Regions from separate parts of the Mus musculus genome. Here region 2 is linked to region 1. Evidence: chromatin contacts called from public HiChIP or PLAC-seq data. All regions are on one chromosome and are shown on one strand. The core of a region is the stretch at or near the end of the contact, and the rest is flanking DNA. Distances in the headings are between cores, read along the strand shown. Region 1 has its middle 15 kb from the start of Gm26349. Region 2 has its middle 120 kb from the start of Mrps30.

The links. HiChIP or PLAC-seq counts read pairs in DNA pulled down with a chosen protein or histone mark.
Region 2: a contact with region 1 is called in an H3K27ac HiChIP or PLAC-seq map of embryonic stem cells, with 11 read pairs. The contact joins two enhancer-like sites. A contact is called at or near these places in 3 of 484 Hi-C or Micro-C datasets (all in embryonic stem cells) and 10 of 115 datasets of contacts at active chromatin or transcription factors (differentiating embryonic stem cells, embryonic stem cells, extraembryonic endoderm stem cells and 1 more).

The regions. Positions count from the first base shown.
Region 1 is chr13:118,020,031-118,023,069 of GRCm38.p6, reverse strand. No RefSeq gene overlaps it. Among named protein-coding and RNA genes, the nearest start is that of Gm26349, 15 kb to the left of the region's middle. Within about 2 kb of position 1,684, at least 17 of the 459 cell types and tissues checked have an H3K27ac peak or open chromatin away from gene starts, as enhancers often do. A contact at or near this core is called in embryonic stem cells, where this site is marked.
Region 2 is chr13:118,264,408-118,267,510 of GRCm38.p6, reverse strand. No RefSeq gene overlaps it. Among named protein-coding and RNA genes, the nearest start is that of Mrps30, 120 kb to the left of the region's middle. Within about 2 kb of position 1,535, at least 8 of the 459 cell types and tissues checked have an H3K27ac peak or open chromatin away from gene starts, as enhancers often do. A contact at or near this core is called in embryonic stem cells, where this site is marked.

The sequences.
Region 1 (3,039 bases), core at 435-2,934:
GCCTAGGGGAAAGGTGGGCTATACAATAGACTAGAATAGGAACTATGGCAAAGGCATGAAGCCCTTGCCCCTGGCTTCTAAGATTAAGCTGACCTTAGATGGGCTTGCTTTTGATCCCAGTTGTTAACATTGATTTTTATCCCAATTGGTACCTGTTAGCTTTTTGTATGCATTCCTCTGTTTTGTGTAAAAGTCACTTATAAGTATGATGCTCACTTTGAGAAATTACATTCAGATACAACATTCCCTTGTGTTCCTATCTGTCACATTTTCACCAACTCCCTACCCACCTGTAAAGGGACCCTGATTCTCCCATGGATTGAGGGGCCCGACTGAGTACAGTCCTGGGCACTTTCCTAGTTTTCCCTCCAAAACTTCCCTATCCCCTCCCCCATCGCCCTACTCCCCAATCCACCCACTCCCACTTCCTGGCCCTGGCCCCTATACTGGGGCATAGAACCTTCACAGGACCAAGGGCCTCTCCTCCCATTGATGACCTATTAGGCCATCCTCTTCTACATATGCAGATGGAGCAATGAGTCCCACCACATGTTTTCTTTGATTGGTGGTGTAGTCCCTGGCAGCTCTGGGGGGTACTGGTTAGTTCATAATGTTGTTTTTCCTATGGGACTGCAAACCCCTTCAGCTCCTTGGATACTTTCTCTAGCTCCTTCATAGGGGACCCTGGACCTGGACCTTTCTACCTGTAGATGGTCCAATAGACCCTGGACAACAAAGAAATGGCCAACTTGACCAACATCCCCATCCCCAGTTTCTTAGGTTTCCCAGAAACATGTTACTCCAAAGTCAGCAGGAAGCAGCTAAAGATCACCATGACCCTACTTGCTTCACCATCACCTCTTTCTAGTTTCTATTTTTAATTAAACCAAAATGGAGGAATGTTAGCATGTTGGCATCCCTTCTAGGGTCCGCTTAACAATTAACTAGCAACAACTAGGTAGGAGCCTGGCTTGCTATAAAAAGATTGTTTGGCCTCTCACACTCCCCCACCTCCCATCTCTGCCTCTGTCTGGTTTTCCTCTGGCTTCTCTCTCTCCTTCCCTCTCCCCTTCTCTCTCTCCACCAGTTCCTGTCCAGCCTCCTCTTCCTCTCTCTCTCTCTCTCTCTCTCTCTCTGTCCACGTCTGTCCCTTCTCTTTCTCTGCCTCTACTCCCTTCTCAACCATCCTGCCCATGCCCCCAAATAAACTTCATTTTATACTAGACTCTTTGTGTGACTTATACCTGGGGGGAAGAGGATGACTCAGCACGGGCCCATTAAGGTACCAGTCCTAATCCCACTGCATCATACTACATTTTACAAAACATATCAAAAAGGTATATGTGTCTCTTTAGAATATCTTCATCTCTGCTAGACTAGTTATATTTTTTGTCTTAGCACCTGAATCTTGTGGTGGGATATGTTTATAGCTTAGAGAAAAATAATAAACAGAATGCAAGTAGGGACCAAAGTGGCAACATATTTAGTTCCTACTAGTCATAGTGAGAACCATTTTTAATAACCTCTTGTCTTTTTGTCACCTTTGAAATGGCAACTCAATGTCACGGCCTTCACAAAGGGTCTTGTCACAACCTAGACTGTCATCTAGCTTATGATCCTCCAGTCTCACCTTCACACTGTAGTAGCTAAGTACTCCATCACTGAGGTCTGAGGCCAGCCCTGTGTGTAACTAGAGATTGTTTAGACAATACAAGGAATTCTAGGAATGCAAAAGATCCAGTATGTTATCTCACACCTACAGAGGAAATTGTCCACAAAAAGAAACTGTGGCTTTTGCTTATTAAAGGCCCTGCCTCCCCTTTAAGCTTAGGTGGCAGTCTCAAATCCCACCAAGGAGATTGGTCAGCTGCAACTTAGATATAATTCTTAAATTAAACCTCAATAGAGTTTAGGTAGTCTCCCTGGTGGCCTTGAATTCCACAACAGCACATGCCAGGTTTCTCAGCAAGCACTACCATACCCAGTGGGACTTGATTTCAGTTCTAATTTCTCATAACCTATACTTTATGTCATGCCCAGCCACTGGTCCTCAATAAGCCAGCTAAAACAGCTAAATGAAAGGCAGAAAGCAGAAAATGATTTTTCGATGTGGTCACATTGGGAAGAGTGACAAAGAGAGCCAGCAAACCCCTCAACTTTGACTTGAGGATTTTGAAGATATTAAGATCATAGGCTATGAACATCTAAGCAGTCCTACTTAAGCAGGACTTAAGTGGGCCCTCCTACCATTATTTGGTTTTCAGTCTTATCCAGTAAGATTGTTTGACAAGCTGTTAGAACTGTTTTAAATTTCTCTGGAACCCTGTTCTGGCCAGTCTTGTATCAGAATGACACACAAACAAGAGGTGTCTGAAGATGTGGGAAGGGAGGGCTTAATTGAAAAAACAAAACAAAACAAAACAAACAGCAACAACAACAAAGTCTCCATGAGACCCTGCTGTAAGGCATTTTCTTAACTAGTGATTAATGGGGGAGGGACCAGCCCATTGTGGGTAGTTCCATCCCTGTGCTGGTGGTCCTGTGTTCTATAAGAAAGCAGGCTGAGCAAGCCATGGGATATAAGGCAGTAAGCAGCACCCCTCCATGGACTCTGCATCAGCTCCTGCCTCTAGGATCCTACCATAACTGAGTTCCTGCCCTGACTTCCCTCAGTGACAAACAGCAATACAGAAGAGTAAGCTGCATAAACTCTTTCTGCCCCAAATTGCTCTCTGGTTGTGTCTCACTACAGCAACAGACACACCCTTTCTATCTCCCAGCATAAAATGTCTGGGGAAATTCCCTTTTCTTCAAGATTCATTGTTTTAATAGTACAAGTAACTCTTTAAAATATCTCTACTTCCATAGGAACAATAATATAGATGGAAAGAATGAAAAAAAACCCATAATTTTCCATTTATTTTTCTAGTGAATCTTACATTATATCTGGTGAAAATTAAAATCAACATTTGTTTTCCTCATTTAAATAGTGAAGATAGCAAAGGGAAAATATTTATATAATGGATCTCCTTAGAAGCC
Region 2 (3,103 bases), core at 286-2,785, 240 kb before region 1:
TTCTACAGGTTTTATGTTATAGCAGAGAGATTTCTTAGGATTGTCCTTACTTTTTATTGTTTTAATTGCAATAAGTTGATTTTTAGGTTATGTGGTATATTAAATAATAATGGTCTTGGTTGGCTCATATATTTGAATGTTTAGGAATCAGGGTATGGCACTATTTGAGAAGAATTAGAGGGTATTGCCATATTGGAGTAGTTGTAGCATTATTGAAGAAAGAATGTCACTTTGTATGAATAAGAAAGAATGTATGCTTTGATGTTTCAATAGCCTATGCCAAGTTAAGTCTCTCTCTCTCTAGGCCTACAGGTCAGGATGGAGCTCTTAGCTACTTCTCCAATACAATGGCTACTTGTTCCCATGCTCCCTGCCACCATATTCCCTTCCATGATGATTGTGGACTAAGCTGTTGAAACTGCAAACCAGCCACCAATTAAACCTTTATAAGAGTTTCTTTGTTTATGGCGTCTCTTCGTAGCAATGGAACAGTGACTGAGACAGATGGAAATAATATTTTGTGAAAGATGGCTTCTGAGACATAAGAATTATAATAGAAGAAGACAGATCTAAAATAACATCAAAGAATGAATAAGTAACTAAGTAGGATAGAAAAAAAATAGCAAGCAGTAATGGTCATACTGTAGCAAGTGATAATGCTACATATTGTAGCAAGAAAAGGAAGAAAGAGAGAAATCTAAACCATTCAACTAATATTCTAGTATTCCTTAATTTTTCTGTTATTCAAATGCTGATGTTTATTGAATCATTCTTCTCGATGATGATTTTAAATAGATAATATGACTGGCAAAACTATTACTTGAATCCTGGTTTTTGATCACAAATAATCCTGTATGTATGATATAGTTTTAGATCATAACAACTTGTCATAATCAATACTGTGTAAAGTAGGGCAGCAGAACATCACTTGCTTATACTTAGTTCTTCTTATATAAATTCTAATTCATTGATAGAGAACATGCCCCTCAAATTATTAAGTAGAAAGTGTTTAACATGTCCTCTGTAAAGCAATCATTTTCTTCATCAGAGTGGGAATCTGAGTGTTTAAAACAATCAAATAATTTTTGCCACACCGTAGTAGCCAGCATTTAAAATCCACAGGGTGGTACCTGCCTTCTCTGGCTGTTTTGCACCGGTGTCTTGGGTTCCAGATCACGGGTATGGTGTGACTTCTAGAAGCACAAAGAGAGACAATAGGTACTAAAGAACAGGGATGAATTATCTGGATAGGATCAAACCTAAGGCTTTCGTTAGGATAGTTATTTAGTCCAGAAAGAGAGTTATTTAGACCATTTAGTGGCCAGAAAGAAAAAAAAAAGTTTAGTTTTATTTTGTTTTGCTTTGTTTTAATAAAATGTTGTGTAACCCCACCCCCACCCCCACCCCCCCAGCCTGAAGCTGGCTGATCTGGACTTTGACCTTGCTGCCACAAAGGAGATTACCTAGGGTGGGGCCTTCATCCCTAGATGACTCTATTGTTCAGCCACTGCTGCTGTTCTCCTTCAAGACACTGCTACCTGCTGAGAGGGCAAAGAGCTATTCCAGAGACTACACCCTGCAGCTGGTTCCAGGCTCCAAGAAAGAATTGGCAGGAATGGGCCTCCCCTCCCCCCCCCTTTATAAGCACATTTGAGCTTTGATCAGGAATCTTGATTTAGCTCCATTTTTCTCTCAACCGCCCAGTTCTCCTCTCTTTCAGCCCCGGCCTGCCACTCCGGTGTACCCGGTCCATGTGAGCGGAGCGGCGAGCGGCTCGCAACAATGTTGGATCAACTTTGTATCCTTTATGCTAAAAATTTACCTTGCTTTTGTTAAAAAACAGTACATACTTTGATTTTCATCCCTTGGTTTTAAACAATTTAACTTTATTTTTAAAAATTAAAATATGATTAGATCAGTTTCCCATGTGATGGCTCATGACCATCAATAGCTCTAGTTCCTGGAGCTACACTGCCACCCTCCTGCTTCTGTGGATACTAGATGCCCAAGTGACACAATGCATACCTACAGGCATGCAATTCTTATACATACAAGTAAAATAAATATACATCTTAAAGTATTATTAATATTAAAGGGTAATATTAGTAGACCTCCTCACCAAAATATGTTGCCAAAGACAATTGAAAGAGTTGAAATGAAAGCTATAGACTGAAAGAAGATATTTGTAACCAGTATACCAATTTGTTATTATTAAACCAATAATGATTGATTTCCCTACTTTATAAAATGTTCTTGTGAACTATCACTAAGCCCATTCTTTTTCACGCACAAAATTCTTTTTTGTTTGTTTGTTTGTTTGATTTTTCGAGACAGGGTTTCTCTGTATAGCCCTGGCTATCCTGGAACTCACTCTGTAGACCAGGCTGGCCTCAAACTCAGAAATTTGCCTGCCTCTGCCTCCCAAGTGCTGGGATTAAAGGCATGTGCCACCACACCTGGCTAAAATTCTTGTTCATACACTACAAAATAAAAGAAATGCCTCTCCCCCAAGCTCCCACAAGACTGCTGAAAATCTATATCCTAGGATTTGATATGGTTTTAGGCAAGGAAAAAAATTATTCGAATAAGACGAGGTTAGATAGATTATCTATACATTAAATAAGAGGTAAGAGTTGCAATACTAGATAATTCTATTAATTGTTATAGATTTGTAAGTATATAATCATCATTTACTTCTACTGAAGGTCAAAATTTATGTATTTATATTAATGAAAGAAAATCTGCCTTTACTCTTGTGTCATTTTCAACAGATATTCTTAAAGTTGAGAACAATATAATGAATGGGTTTCAGCAATAATCCATTCCTACAGAAAGCTGCTTAGAGAAGCATGGTGGTAGACTGTATTTGCTACCTGTAGGTAACCTGGAATTTAATGTGTTCAGAGGAAGTTTTCATTCCATGTGTTTGACATTAAGATGTTTAAAAGAAAATAATAGAAAATTATTTGTTGAGGAATGTATCATGTATAGGAGGAAGCCATGCCTCCTCACATTGTGGTATCTCCATTCTCCCAACCAATTTCACCCCACAGCATCCTTCCTTGACCTGAGAGCTGGCTTAGCTATGCAGAGAAAAGCAAAG